Linked DNA regions of Gossypium arboreum: all the other regions are linked to region 4. Evidence: chromatin contacts called from public Hi-C data. All regions are on one chromosome and are shown on one strand. The core of a region is the stretch at or near the end of the contact, and the rest is flanking DNA. Distances in the headings are between cores, read along the strand shown. Region 1 holds the start of LOC108467312 (F-box only protein 6). Region 2 holds the start of LOC108467160 (mannosyl-oligosaccharide glucosidase GCS1). Region 3 holds the start of LOC108466591. Region 4 holds the start of LOC108457744 (squamosa promoter-binding-like protein 2).

Region 1 (4,012 bases), core at 74-2,573, 450 kb before region 4:
CATACAATCTTTAAGGAGAACTTCCAAGAGTAGTACAACAACTCTTTGTTACTCGAAACACCCAGGACGTTGTTGAATTAACTAGTAAATTAACTTTCTATTTTCCTTTTGCGTGTAGGAACGTGAAGGAAAATTGAAAGGAGCTGATTAGTCAGTGGACTAAAAATTAATCAAGAATTATAAGTTTAAGTTCATGTTCTAAGGAAATCATATAGTAAACAGATACAAATGAGATTCCATCTTCATAGTCAATCATAATCATGCTAATCAACTAAGAAGAAAGATATTCAAGCATCAATTATCAAAAGGCAATCGCCAACAAGTTCAAAATTGACCATCACAATATGTAAAACTTAAAAAAAAAAAAAACACAGCAGCATGAACACTTAATAAAGATGAGAGGAGGGTTTTGGGGGAGGGGACAAAGCAAACTGAAAATTGAAAAAAAGGGAAAGGAAAACAAAGGCAAAAAGGGGTAAAAAAAAAAAAGAAACTACATGATTGGAATACGATGAAAGATACATGCTGAAAACTAAAATTTTGAATGAACTTACTATTTTCGTCGAAAAGAGGTATAAAATAGTTTAGTAATGTAAAAAATGGCCAAAAATTCAAATGCAGTAAACATGCGAAATCCCCTGAAAATAAAAATTAACAAAACGGCAGTGGCATAACAGAAAATAAACAAAAATCTAAACAACGAGAAATGCAAGGAAGAGAAATTAACATTATCGGATAACAAAGGTAATCTACCATTAATCCACCTCATTACACTCCCCCCCCCCAAAAAAAAAAAAATACAGAATCCTAGATGAATAAATCTGACAAGAATTCAAAATTAGCACATAAAAAAAATGTGAGGCGAGAGAAGAAAAACAGAAAATTGAAGAGATCTATGTAAAGAGAGAAGGAAAGGAAACGAACCTGCGGTGGTGGTCGTGGAAAGGATGAGGCAGTTGGTGGAGGTGAAGAAGGTGAAAAGGAGAGGACGGAGGAAGCGGCGGAGGAGGAGAGCCGTAGAGATGCAAGAGGTCTTGAAGCTGACCGATGAGCTGCCTAAGCATGGCCAGCCCTTCCATGCCCCAATAACCCCTCCCCTACTCCAACACCACCAACAAAAAATGCTGCTCTCTTTCTCCCTTTGTTGAGAGTTAGCCAGTCATCTATTTACACGTCAGTGGCCATTATTACGATAATTTCTTGTAATAATTCTGACCCGCACGCAACTTTGTCATTGTAATGAATGATCCCACTTGATTTTCACTCCAATATGTATGTATGTATGCATCTACCTTCTTTTCCACTTTTCTCCTTTCTTTTCATTTTTGCCCTTTCCTCTTCTCTTGTATATAAAATATTTTTATTTGAATTAAATAATATAAATTTATTTTAACTTTTTGAATAATAAAGGTATATTCATAAGAATTTACTAGCATTGAAGTGAAAAGAAAAAGCCAAAAGATTTTAGATTTGGGCCTATAATCATTTTAGTATCCACCATACCCATCCATACTTATTTTTTCCAATTTAAGTTTTATTTTGATTATATTTTAAGTATGATTTGATTATTTCAGTGCATTTAGATTTATTGAATACTTATTTTTCGATCTTAAATTAATATCAAGTAATTTATGTTTCATTTTGATTATATTTTAGGTATAATTTAATTGTTTGGTACATTTAAATTTATTTAATCAAATATCGATTTGTATTGATGCGTACAAATTTATACTAGTTGATACAATTTTAATCTTTTCACCTTAATATAATTACATTTAAAAATAATATAATCATTTAATTAAAATTTGAAACCTAGGCCTTATTTTGATAATCAATTGAAAATATTAAATCAATTAAAATAAATATTTTTAGTGATTTAGCTTTTTAAGTACTTTTCAGAATCAATAATAATAATAATAATCAAATAATAGAAATTTTCAACTAAATTAGAAAGATATGTTTTTTTTAATTAGCCTTTTAGACCTTTTTTTAAATTAGGGAAATAGGTTTTTTTTAGAGGACGTGTTTTCCTTCAACGATCATTTTCCCAACAACTTTTTAAATATTGGTAACAGTAAAAATTTTAAGGGCTAACGGTAATTTTTTTCCTATAAATACAAAGCCATTTTTCATTTTTTCACTAAAATTCAACTCTCTGTATTCTCTCTAAACTCTCAACTCTCTCAATTCTCTCAATTTTCTCAAGTTTTGTTCTAAAATTTTCAATGCGCTTGTTTAAAAATATTATATTTTTATTTAATTTTTTCATATATTATTCGTTTCGATTAATTTTTCACGAATGGCAAGCCCTCTGATTCGTTTCGACGACAAGCACATTTTAGCTGCTCAAGCGATACTGGTAAGACAAAATTTTAAATTTCATTTTTTCAATGAAGTTAAATTTAAAGTTTTTTATTTTTTAAAATATTTTAAATTAATTTATTTTTCAATATAAATAGGCGAATGATCGTGTTTTGGAGGGGTTCATACATACCTTGTCAAAGAGCTCTAACATCGAAATTTGTAGTTACTTGTAAGACATATGATTCTTGCATGCGTCTCGTATACTTAGGGGCTACAAACTCGATCCTACACTCATTAGCACATTAGTGGAAAGATAGAGGCCCAAGACACACTCTTTCCATTTTTCATGCGTCAAGTGTACAATCACACTTTCTATTTTTCATGTGTCGGTGGTTGTCTGCTCCTGGTGCAATCATGGGTCTGGCGTAGGCTACCATTTCTACGTCCCTGGGTGGACGACCCATATATGTTCCCATTAGTGATGTAAAACCCCTTACCGTACCCGAGATTGGGACTAGGTACGAGGCGTTACCAGACATGTACTTGGACATTTTTGGAAATACGAGTTATAAAATTTCTTTCCAATTTGAAGCCAATCAAACAACATCTTAGTGTCCCTATTATGGGTTTACAGGGCCCAAAACATACATTGAAAATGGTCCGGAATCAAACCAAGAGCTTGAGAAAGTTCCTGGAAAATTTGCTAGGTTAAGCCTCACACGCCCGTGTAGAGATAATGGACACACCCGTGTGCTTTGGGACACGCCCGTGGCCTTTACCCGTGTGGAATTAATTGAATTTATTTCTCATTTCGAACCTACAGGGGTTTTCACACGGCCAAACACACGCCCATGTCCCTGGCCCGTGTCCTTCACACGGCCTAGACACACCCGTGTGGTCGCCCGTGTCCAAAAAATCGAGTATTCTATTAATGACGTCAGCATGCATTTAGGGACACACAGCCAAGACAAACGCCCGTGTGCTAGGCCGTGTCCGTCACACGATTGAGACACACGGCCGTGTCTCTACCGGTGTGTTTACTACCATGTATTCTGACTTAATATTTTTAGGTGCAGGGGACACACGGCCATATCACACGCCCATGGGGCGATCCATGTGTCACACATGACCTAAACATACGCCCGTGTATCTACCCGTGTAAACCTCGTTGTGCTATTTTCCAAGCCTTAGGTCACCCTCTAATAACCATATCCACTTATAGTTTTCAATAACACTTGACATGGTCTAATTATACTCTTAAATGACCTTAGTATGCCTCATTGCATGTAAACCTCGTCTCATTGGTTTTTATACATGCTAGGTTATCCCCTTTATATTAAGGATTTCCATGACTTGTAACTCAATTAAGCTTGGCTCGTTATCTTAACTCATTGCCAAATTGTGGCCTAACCACCCTATGTGATTTGGTCACATTACATGTGTTTAAATGTGATATGCCATATTTCATCCTCACTAGCACAATTGAACACAAGCATGCATGAAATTTGTAGGTCATAACCTACATCATTATGAGCCAATTCCATGGCCACATACAAGTGAATATGTATACCTTTACAAGCCTTTGTAGTGGCTAATCAAATGACACATGTAACAAAATAACAAAAGCCCTATAGATGCCATTGAACAAAATAAGAGCATCTATATACGAAAGCTAGACAATATGATAGTGTGTTGATTTTCCAACCCT
Region 2 (3,992 bases), core at 1,358-3,857, 510 kb after region 4:
TAAGGAGAAGGGTATAAAACCATAGCTCAACTATGGCAACCCATAGAGTCCGCTAGGAGACAAGCACGAAAAGCCCGTCAAGACCTCAAGTGAAGGGTATAGGCTAGTGCGTCAAGTATGGGAAACCACGTAGGTGGAAGAAGAGTTGAAAGAAAGTGTAAGTGGTGGCAAACGATTTTGAAGGAATCCTCCAAAAGTGATAAAAGAAATAAAGGTAGATGTGAAAGCGATTAGGCATGGACGAAGACCTGACAAGAATTAAAGAATGATAGATCGAATGGAAACTGGCCCAATTATAGAAATGTAAGAGGGGAAGCAGACTCATGTAGTCTTATGAGTGATGGCCTGTTTATCACATGGGACAGGTAAGGTCCTAGGTTAGCCTTGTACCTAAGGCAGATTACTGAAAGTGATCTTATTGTTGTACCAATAGGAAGGAACGAGAATGAGTTCATTAGAGTGGCAAGGTTTGTTGAAGGTCAAAATAATACGAAAATGTCAATGAGTTTTTTAGGATTATGGTTGCAAAGAGGGAGTCCGCTAAGGACTAATTTGACAAAAGGAAGTGCGCCAAGGAAAGGGATGACCTAAGGATCTTTAGGAAGGAATTCAAGATAGTTACCATAAAGGCCATCAAACACCTTATATGTGGGGTGTATGAAAGGAAGGAAAAACGAGAAGTATGGATAGGTTTAGCTGAAATGCGAGGTATCTAGTGTACAATCGAGTGGAGAGTTTGACCAGAAGAAAGTATTATAGTGAGCTGAGTAGCTCAAAGGAACTGGTGGAGCCTACCACTCTGATAAAAAACATCCACCTAGAGCTACTTGGGAGTTAATTTAAGTTTAAATTTATCTTACATTGTTTACCCTTGTGTAATAGGATTTATTTATGTGCGACCTAGTGAAGGAACTCACTAAATTCAATTGAACTTACAAGATTTTATCTAATATTCATAGGACTTGGAAGGATGATCGAGGATTTCGAGGAGAGGCCAAGCCAGATAGAGATGAGATCGATGATCGCAGGTAATTAGAGTCATGCACATAGGAAGAGGGTACCATTAGAGGCTTCATCTTAGAATCAATTATGTAATAGCCAGATAACATCCTCCAATTTTGGATTTTAGATAGCAAACAGTAGTTAATTGTTAAGAGTTTCTTTGTACCCAGATAGATGGATTTGAAACCAACTTTGAGGGACCCAACACTTAATGGCTCAAGGCCTTAGTTGTAAGAATTATTGTTTTTAATTTCATTATTAGAAACTTTTATTCTTAAGTTGTTTTATAGCAATTAAGTTAGCATAATTATGAATAGGTGAACCCGGTCCATTTGTGACGCACCATACTCGGATCCGACAAATGGGTCGGGCGTGAGGTGTTACATACTTATTAATTAAACTTTCTTTGGCATCCTTCAACCTTATCTTTTGTCAATTATATTCCTTATTTCATTTTATCGAGGAATCCATTATGCACGGTTTTTACTTTATGCTACTTTTATAACATAACAATTTTATGGGTGTTACACTCAACTAAAGCTTTTAACATTTTCCCTTCAATAAAAAAAAAAAACTCTCTAAATTTCAACCCCATTTTCATACTTGAACAATAGAAAACCCTACATTTAACCCTAATCATAATTCAACAATAATTATTTTCTTCATTTCATAGTCCACATTATAATACAAATAATCACAACTATTAACCATATGATTATCTCATTCCTTCTCCATTGTTTTCACTTTTTTCAACATCCTTAATAAAACAATTCTTGAATGAACTGTCAATGGTGGATCATACTAAGAAAAAAAACAACAACAAATTTAGTTTCCATTACCATAGTTCATACAACAAAAAAATCCCTACATGAGTTGTCATTTTATTGGGGAGTTGTTAATTTTGCTAGGTTTCCATAATAGTGCATTGGATTCAAAGTAGGCTACTCCATTCTTTCTTTTTTTATTGGGATAAATACCAAAATTATGTATGAATTATAATTTAATATGCAATAGTATACATGAATTTTGATTTTGTGTAATTTTATACATAAAATTTAATTTGATCCAATTCTTGTAAATTATTAACACAACTATTGATATAACATCATTTTATATTTATCTATTACATACATAAATGATTATATTTATCTAATATAAAAATATATTGATGTATTTATTTCTTTAAATATGTATGATTAAATCAAAATTAAAGTTTTAAGTATACATTTGAACTACAATTAAAGTTTCACGTGTATAATTACACCAAATTAAAATTTATGTATACAATTACACTTAAATCAAATCCATAAATAATTTTAAGATTTATTTATTCTTCCTCTTATCTTCTTCTCTTCATGGTTGGTGAATGTAAAAAAAAAAAAAATAGCTGAGTATAACACAAATTAGCTTAGGGTTTATATAGAAAACTATTCCTTTTCTTTTTCCAAAATAAATATTTAACTTCTTTTTATTGAAAATATTATTTTTTATTTCCCTAAATTTATGTGGCAATTCACGTGGAACCTATATGAAAAACTAACGTGCCACAGAAGACAACAGTTACCCACTAATAGATGATAACGGTTGGATGATCGTTTTGTTCAAACTCGAAATGTTAGTAGCAATTTTAAAAGTTTTGAAAATTCAGTGACAAAAACGTAATTTCAACCAAAGTTGAGGGGAAACCGGGATTATTTACTCAAAAAATAAAATCGTATTTAATTGGATCGTGTGACGTGCCAACATGTGATCTATGATACGGAATCATTACTCGTTAGTCGTCACAGGCGACGGGAGCCGTGATGGGCTGGGCCGAATCCTAAGCTGCCCGCCATTTTTGGCTGCGTTGCTCCATTCCTCCATCTATCAGTGCAAGAAACGCCTATTTCCCTAATCTCAAAAACTCTCCGACCCTAATCTGAGAATGACCGGAGGTGGTCGACGGAGCGCTCGAAGCAGAACCAAACCCTCCACCGATGTCAACGAAGACGATGATGCTTTCAATAAAGCTAAACCAATCTCCAAACTCCGCAGAGTTAAAACCAAAGATCACGGCACCGCACTTCGAATCCTCAACGCTGATCTTAAAATCATTTTAGGTTTCGGCATAATCGCCGCCTTAATTATATTCTTTTTAGTCCATCATCTCATTAGCACAGCTGAAGAAGTTCGTAGACCTAGAGTCGTCACTCCATTTCCAGCTCCCAGAATCATGGACTTACCTCAGGTACTCCAAATGTGAATTTCTATCCCTTTCTCACTTTTTTCCTTCAAATTTTTTTAAGACAAGTTTTTAAATCGCGAATATAAATGTAAGTATATTGGAGTATAGATTTTTTTATACGTATATGTACGTATTTGGTAATGGAGCACTCGATTTGTGACAGTTTCAAGGCGAGCATAAGGAGAGCTTATACTGGGGAACTTATCGTCCTCATGTTTATTTTGGGATTCGTGCAAGGTAATATCATATTTTTACATTCGTAGAGCTTGATATGTTTTTCCCTTTAGGTTTATAATTTTGAACAGAGGAGATAAAGTTCATGTGAATAATTGCATGGTAATTCCTTTTTGGCTAAAAAGTCATTGTAATTGGAGGTTGTTAATTAGCAAACTGTATCTGGCAGGACTCCTCTGTCACTAGTTGCTGGATTAATGTGGCTCGGTGTAAAGGATGGGAGGTATTTTATTCGTCACATTTGCCAAGATTCCGATGATCTGAGCACATATGGTTGGACAAGTCATAATGGACGGGATTTTGGACATCAAGTTCTGGTTGACCAGGATATGACTTTAGCAACAAGTTTCTTGAAATATAAGGAGGATGACAGTGGCTATGGAGGAGACTGGGCAGTTCGAATTAACGTACAAAATCAAGGGTATGTTGCTTGATCTGTTATTTTACTTGTGTTGTTGATTGGATATGTTTAACCTGGTGCTTTCTTGAAGATAGGTCAGAGGAAAATATTGAAGTTGATTTTATGACCGTC
Region 3 (3,560 bases), core at 819-3,318, 350 kb after region 4:
TTCCTTTCTAACTAAATCTCAACTTAGCTAACCAAATTACCATACTTAAATACTAAACATTTGGGTTGGGTGAATACTTAACAGAAGAGTTCGCCAAATCACAGAGCTCGCCAAACTAAGAGTTCTCCAAATGGTGCATTACACATAATTATATACTTAGCCAAGACAAACATTTTACTTGCTCATATATATCCTTATTTTTCCAACTATACGCCAAATAGTAACCAGATGCAGAGACTTCGTCGAGTAAGCTAATACAGTAGGTGGAAAAACTTAATAATATAGTAGATAGTCTCTGAGGTCACCCCCTGAAGACACTTGGCTATCCCATACTTGATGTAAAAAGGAGAAGCATAGGACGATAAGGGCATATTCCTATTGTTTTGAAAACCATCTTGAAGACACTTTTGAAAGTGATCTCAAGAGGGATCACCAATATCCCCTTCCAGTTTATCATTTTATGCTCGCATGAACCCCCAAGGACATCTTGTAAATGCGGGTGGTAATAGCATTTCCTAGTAGAATGGCGTGTCCACTCAATAGGAAAATCAATTGTCCTCTCAAACTTCAACTCTATGAAGATGTACTTGTTGTAGTCCACATTCATTGTTACCTCTTTGCCATAAAACAAGTTCTCTATCTAGGGAGAAGTTGTTCAAGAGGCAATCAAACAACCCAAGAAGCCTCTCTTCATTCATTTCCCGTAAGAAATACATATATCGAAACAATCGATGGGACTTCCATACTCATTGGTTATTTTGTTTCAACTTCTAAATGAAAGGAATTTTGATTTACATTACATACTAAAAATGCAAAGATACATTAAGAACAGGGGCGAAGCTAGAAAATTTTTTTAGGGGGCGAAATTAAATTGTAATTTTTATGATAGTAAAAATACAATTTCACCATTTGAATAATTTATATTTTTATAATTTTTAAATGATTAAATTAAAATTTTATCATTTTTAGGGGGGCAAAGTGTAATTTTACCTTTACTAATTTAAAATTTTAAAAATTTTAAAGGCCCTAAATAGAAAATTTTCTATTTTAGGGGGGATCGGGGCCCCTACCAGCCCCCTGAATTTGCCCCTAATCAAGACACAACACAAACTCATAAACAAAAAGTTTTTATTCCCTTCCATCTTTTAATTTTCAAAGTTTATTCTGTAAAGAATTACTGCAAAAATTCCTTATAGAACTTGATACTTTTGTTATTCCCCCACTCAATGTTCGATGAATTATTTTCATCAATACAAAATATTAACAATCATTAGATTTTATTGTATCATCGAAATTCATTTACCATTATTTCTTTTATAAACTGAAATATAAACGGGATGAATACAACTGTTCCATAAGTACATCTTTATCCAATGGAACTCATGAAAAAAAACAAAATATGGTGAAGAATATCATGTAGGATACTTAGTCTGTGAATTTGGCAGTTTGTTGCATGTTTCATTTCAGTAGAATTTTGTCAAACGAAAGGATTTAATGTTTGCACGGACAAATGCAACCGCCCGAAAGAGACAAGACATGCAAGAAAACCATCGGATTCTTCATCATAACTAAAGTCGCAAACAATTAATTTCTGGTGGACCTCAGCCTTCATCATTGTAGCCCAATATTAGGTCAGCTCACAAATAGTTAATTACGCTAACACTTGCTTTTGCTTTTCTCTTCTCTTCTCTTTTCTTTTTGTTAATGCCACAAACCACTAAGTTTGTATAGTATTAGAATTTGTATTATTAATTGTAACCAGTCTACTAGGTTTGAATTTTTTTTTTCTTTGATAGAGAAAAAGAACAATGTTAAATAATTCAAAACACTAAAACTTTCGAGTGTGGAGTTTAAAACTTAAATGAAGCAAGCAAGTGTCGAATTTTTTAGCTTTTGTGTTCTACGCTTCTATTTTGACATACAGTATATATACTGAATGTTGAATACAAAGTTAAAATAAAATAATAATAATAATAATAATAATAATAAGAGAACGGTGAGAAAATTTTGAATGGGGAAAAGGAAAATTTTAATAAATGGAAAAGAGGAATATAATGGAGCCGAGCAGACTTTTAATGCTTTTCCAGAAGTATAGCAAGAAAGAGAAGATACCAATCAAACAAAGATAAACAGTATGCAAAGTAGTAAATAAAGGGGTCATTGAATATGGACCCATGCCTGCAAGTGCCATTACTTTGCTCTCAAGACCAATCAACTCCCAAGTCCCCCCTTACAATTTGGTTGAGTGAATGAATTCAAGCTTAAAGCTTAATATTAAAACCCATTTCCTTGTTTCCTTGCATCGAAGGAAACAGCTTAGTTAAAGTGCTCTCTTTTGTCTCATGATTGAGTAGAGGAAGAGAAAAAAAAAAGACATGGGGAATTGTGTTACAGTTTACAAGAATAAAGATCCTGCAGACATTGATCTTAGTGCCCGAATTCAATCACCCATTAAGGAGAACAATGTTAGAAGGGAGCCCTCAATTGTTGGATACGATTCCAGGCTTCAGCCTTCATCTATGGAACAAGAAACTAGTTTACAAGAGATGGGTATGTTTCTAACTTGCCTTTCTTCATTCCTTTATCATCATGGGTTACCCTCACTTCAGGTTTTAAATTACTGCATTTGTTTGATCTCATTTGTCAGATATATATAAAATAAAAGTTGGAAACTCTATTTGTTCTTGGGTCATTGGACTGACTGCAATCTGCTTGATTGATCGGGACAGTCCTTTACTATTTCGCTCAGAACCCTTTGGCTTTGGACCACTCACATTAGCCAAATTAGATATTTTGGTGTTTTTTCTCATTACAAACAAGGGAAACAGTGTTTATTCATGGCATCTTCCTATTTTTGTGTCTTTTTTCAGAGTTGAAAGTTACTGTCCTAACAGCTAACCAAGAAATAGAGGAGTGATATGAAGTTGAGAATCCCAAGTCCTCACCTACTTGTCCCTTTGCTCTTAAGTAAATACTCAAACAAGATTATCTTATGTAAATCATCTCTAATTTTGTCAGCAACTATAGTATGTTCTGTGATCTTTCAGTCAAATGGCCCTTTTTTTTCTTATTGTATACGTTATCACTGGAATATCAAATATTCTCCTGCAGGCACATGTTCCTAGAATAATGAACTATTTGAGGTTTACTCATTTTACAAGATATGCTGATGTATGAAGCAAAGTGTAATGGCATGATTAATCAAAAACCTAATTCAGTGCTGCATGATTAATCATGCATGCAATGGCAATTTCTTTGCAGGATTCAAGATGGTGTGGATATTTTGCTCCATAAATGCATTATGTAAAATTGGGTCATGTTTAGCATGTGTAATTAAGTGTGCCTATAATTTCTCTCCAGGTAACACAGAGGAGAGCTTTTTTGATTCACAACCTTCGTTAGAATCTGACTTTGAAGATTTCTTCAGTGCCAATGGTGGTGAGAGTCTCCCCTAACTATGTTTCCCCTCTATAGTTGAATCAAACATTGCATATGGATATGAAGTATGATCCTCAAAATATATGAAAAAACTACACACGCTCGTGTCAGACACTCACATT
Region 4 (3,908 bases), core at 780-3,279:
ACCTATTGAGAATATGCCTCAAAATTCCCATAAAAACAATTTTTCCTACATATTATATATATATATATGAATATTACACGAATCTCATCTCGAAAATTTTTCCAAATATTACTGAAAAACTCAATTTACCTTAAAAAAATTTAAATTGGTAATTCACTATTTTACTCTTTTTCTCGTATTATTACGAGGGAATAACACTAAATTTATAGTTGTTAACCTTTTAGCAAGACATTTTTTTACCTCATGTTTTTTTTTTAATCAAAATGACTTTCATTTGAGATTTGTACCTTCAGCTGACAATTTTTTTTAATCAAATAGACCTTCACTTGAGATTTGTATCTTCAACACTAAATCTATTGCTTAAATGTAGAGAAGCCACCCTTCAGCTGATGACCTGACTCCCTTGGGGGAAGCCACAGATTTAAAACAGTCGAGGAAGATGAATGTGGTCACCATTAACCAAATGAATGTAGCCCAATGCAAAAGCACAATTCCACTATCTTCAAAATTACATGTAGACACGTGCCTGTGAACATCGGTAACCCTACAACTAGAACATCCAATGTTTGAACAAACAAGCTCCCTAAGATTAAACAATTGCAGTCAAAATCCTAGCACTTGTGATGCAACCACCCTTACCTCAGACACAGTCATCGTATGTTTCTCACACTTGTCTTGCGAGCATGTCAGCCTTATCTTGCCCACCTTCTAAAGAGATAAAAGGTTTTCCTTAGGGTGGGGTCTTCGAAGAGATTCAAAATAGAGCCACTCTTCAATGTCTTGTATCTTATACAATGCTTTAATGCAATTAGTTATGCTAAATTTCTCATCACTTGGTTTTGTGGTGACCTCATAGCCCATCTAAATCAGAAGCAAAAGCACAAAGCAAGTAAATAGCCATAACTGGTAGAAGCAAGTCATATGTAACAGAAGCCACAACCATGCAAAATGAAAGTACACTTCCAAATGCATATGAACTTTAAAGTCACCAATGGATCTTCTAATCCGCCGCTTTTTGGTTTTCTTCTCGCTAACCATTGTGAATCACAATCAGATAATACTAAACCCAACTCTTCTACTATTTATGAGGTAATGGCCGGAACATGGAATCATCCACAAGCTTGACACACAAAGATGTTAAATATTTTCTTTGTTTGACAATTCAACACTTGGAAGAACAATTTATATGACAGATTGATTGTGTGTAGTACGATGTTAAACCACCATCAATATCAACAAAAATGTTAATGCATAAGTAACGGCTTACTTCGTTCCAAGCCAAGGTGAGGGTGACATGTTCTCTTATGGATAACCGAGATCAAGAGTGAAAACTGCTAATATTTGAAGGCTGCAAAGATTATAGCATCAGCCCTGCGGCCGCTGTTCCCATGGCAGTATATCACACAGGGTAGAGGTTTTCCTTCAAGACTAACCAGGGTTATGTAGTGACTACATTGTAGAACATCGTTCCTATTGTTTTTAACCTCTCCGCTAACATTTTCCTTCCAACAAGGAGAACCTATCGCCCTGCCTGTGCTGATTCGTAGAATTCGGAAAAGTTTTCATGCTGCTGAGTTGAAATGATTAAGGAGGAGACGGAAAATCAATATGTCATGAGATTAATGAACTAAAATAGTCATTTTAATCCTATGAGAAGTTAACCAAGCTTTGAAAGCCTTCTAAGTATGAGAATTAAGCTGGTGATAGTGATTGCAGAAGGGAATTATTTTTTAAATAATTTAAATTGAGTTAAAAAAAATTGATTGCAGCGTCATCTTTAATTTAATACACATTTTAATACTTAATTAATTAATTTCACAATCAATCTTTATCTTGCCGTAGTTTCCAATCACGCTGTCGATCCAAGTGGATAAGAAGTGAATTGAAGCTGTCATCGTCGAGTTGACTCGTCATAGCCGAGTCAAGTGAATCGGTTGAAAATTCCTTTCTGGCTCGCTACCAACACTATTAAGTACTTCTTACCGCCACGTGTCCTTATTTTTAATTACTACAGATTTTCAAATGTATAAAATTAGAAAATAAAACGGTAAGGAAAGAAAATGCTTTCGTCCCAAAAAGCGAAGGTATTGTTTTCCGCTTTAGTTGTTTCTGCCATTGTATTTTCCTCTATTTTCAGTCTCCGAGTCAGACTCAGCTGAGGGCGATCGTAAGTAACTCACCAGTAAGTTTCTTCTCTTTCTTTTTTAAAAGATTAATAAAGAGAGTGATAATGAGGAACTAGAATTTCTAAAAATGGAGAAACATCTTGTTTTTGCACCTCAGATTGATACATTAGTTTCTTCATACCTTCTATTATTATATCAATTATTTGAACTTTAGAAAAGGTAATATGAAAAGAAAATTATGTATGCATTTTCAAAAAACAATAAATTCGTTATTGTTACTTTCCTTTTGGTATCTAGTTTTCTGGGGAAAGTGAAGGAAAACGACTACGTTTTCTTTATATATACAGTTTTCCTTTTTGTTTTTCACTTTATATTTCTGGCTGAAATTTATTTACTATAAAATGAATAAAGATGTGATGGCTGATAGCTGGTAAGGGAGCAGATACTTTCTAAAATTTATTTTCTGTCATGATTTCTATAAAAGAAATTAGTTTTCTTATTTCTGTTTCTGTTTCAGTGCGGAACTACTAACTTCTGTATGCAAAATAAATTTACGACTTATGAGTATAATTTCATTTCTTGAAATGATTCTCTTTTGATGCATTTCTTGTATTTGACTTTTTTGTTGATTGCTTCTTATATTTTCCGTAGGAGTAAGAACTACGAAGAGGTTGCTGGGTACCTTTCTTTTTCCCTTCTTAAGGCTATAACTTTTGATTTATGGTAGATTAGGGTTTAATTCAATTTTTTTTTCAAGTATTCATCGGTCTCTTGTGGGTCTCAGTCAGGGACCTACTTTGTGGGATTGCCCGGATAATTGAATTATTGAAGTGAATTATTGAAGATGTGAAATTTTTTAGAGTACGGTAACATCAGCGAAGTTTAATCGTCAGATTTTTTTTTTTCTTTTACCCCTTGAAAACTGTTACTGCTTCCTATAATAATTGGTGAGAGAGAGCCTATTGTTAATGGTGCAAAAACCTGGTAGTTAGTTTCCGATGGGTTGATAGATAAGGGTAAACTCCTCTAGGATTTTGGTCCAAGTGTTGCAAGTTTAGGGAGCGCTTTGATACACACACTTATTTATTTGGGACTGAAGTGAAACTTTTTATCCGGATGGTGTAGGCTTACTTATTACAAGAGTGAACAGTGAGATCCTTTGGAATTATGCTATTAACATGTCATTGTCTGCAGAATGAAAGGAGAAAAGCTGTACTACTTTTCTTGCTCCGAATTTTTAGACCTAATCCATGATTTTTTTGCATCCTTGGTTAAGTTATCTGTTTTAGAAAGATGGAAATTGATATCTGCGTAAAAACTTGCTTGGCTTGAAAATTGGTTGCTAGTTTAGTTCAACCTCTCTGATATTTGTTGCATTTTTCAGTGAAGCATATTTAAAGTGTCATCAGCAAATGCTTTTAGCGAAAAAAATTGGGGAAGGGGTGAACGAACTATTGTTATGTTAAAGTGGATTGACATTTTTCTAAGTTGCACTCCTCTAGATCTGAAAAACAGAGATGATTGGACTCTGATGCTGTTGGATGTATAGGTAAAATTTGTTCTTTACATAACAGAATGATTTCGCATAATTTTGGTTTTGCATGCTCTGTATTCATATGGAGTCCACGAATGGTTTCCTTCATGTATAGTTGAATTTAGCATAATTGAATCTTCTTTGCCCTGTTTATTTTCTTTATGAATTGAACAAACGTCAAAGGTTATACTTTCAGGATCTGGTGACAGGTTGCTTCTGTTTTATATGAAGACTGTGCTTAGTGTTCT

Evidence for each region. A called contact is a pair of places that touch in the nucleus more often than the background predicts.
Region 1: a contact with region 4 is called in a Hi-C map of leaf, with 4 times the contacts expected there. The contact joins the promoter of LOC108467312 here to the promoter of LOC108457744 in region 4. A contact is called at or near these places in 3 of 5 Hi-C or Micro-C datasets (all in leaf).
Region 2: a contact with region 4 is called in a Hi-C map of leaf, with 4 times the contacts expected there. The contact joins the promoter of LOC108467160 here to the promoter of LOC108457744 in region 4. A contact is called at or near these places in 2 of 5 Hi-C or Micro-C datasets (both in leaf).
Region 3: a Hi-C map of leaf shows a contact between it and region 4, with 2.9 times the contacts expected there. The contact joins the promoter of LOC108466591 here to the promoter of LOC108457744 in region 4. A contact is called at or near these places in 2 of 5 Hi-C or Micro-C datasets (both in leaf).

Annotation. Positions count from the first base shown.
Region 1 is chr2:67,110,880-67,114,891 of ASM2569848v2, reverse strand. It overlaps LOC108467312 (F-box only protein 6), which reads right to left and starts at 1,323. Exons shown (of 2, transcript XM_017767937.2): 1 at 925-1,323. The coding sequence starts at 1,079.
Region 2 is chr2:66,157,149-66,161,140 of ASM2569848v2, reverse strand. LOC108467160 (mannosyl-oligosaccharide glucosidase GCS1) reads left to right here and starts at 2,607. Exons shown (of 21, transcript XM_017767704.2): 1 at 2,607-3,229; 2 at 3,390-3,463; 3 at 3,630-3,881. The coding sequence starts at 2,927.
Region 3 is chr2:66,310,424-66,313,983 of ASM2569848v2, reverse strand. It overlaps LOC108466591, which reads left to right and starts at 2,068. Exons shown (of 3, transcript XM_017766974.2): 1 at 2,068-2,550; 2 at 3,361-3,438. The coding sequence starts at 2,376.
Region 4 is chr2:66,664,520-66,668,427 of ASM2569848v2, reverse strand. It overlaps LOC108457744 (squamosa promoter-binding-like protein 2), which reads left to right and starts at 2,029. Exons shown (of 6, transcript XM_053024921.1): 1 at 2,029-2,182; 2 at 3,511-3,675; 3 at 3,870-3,908.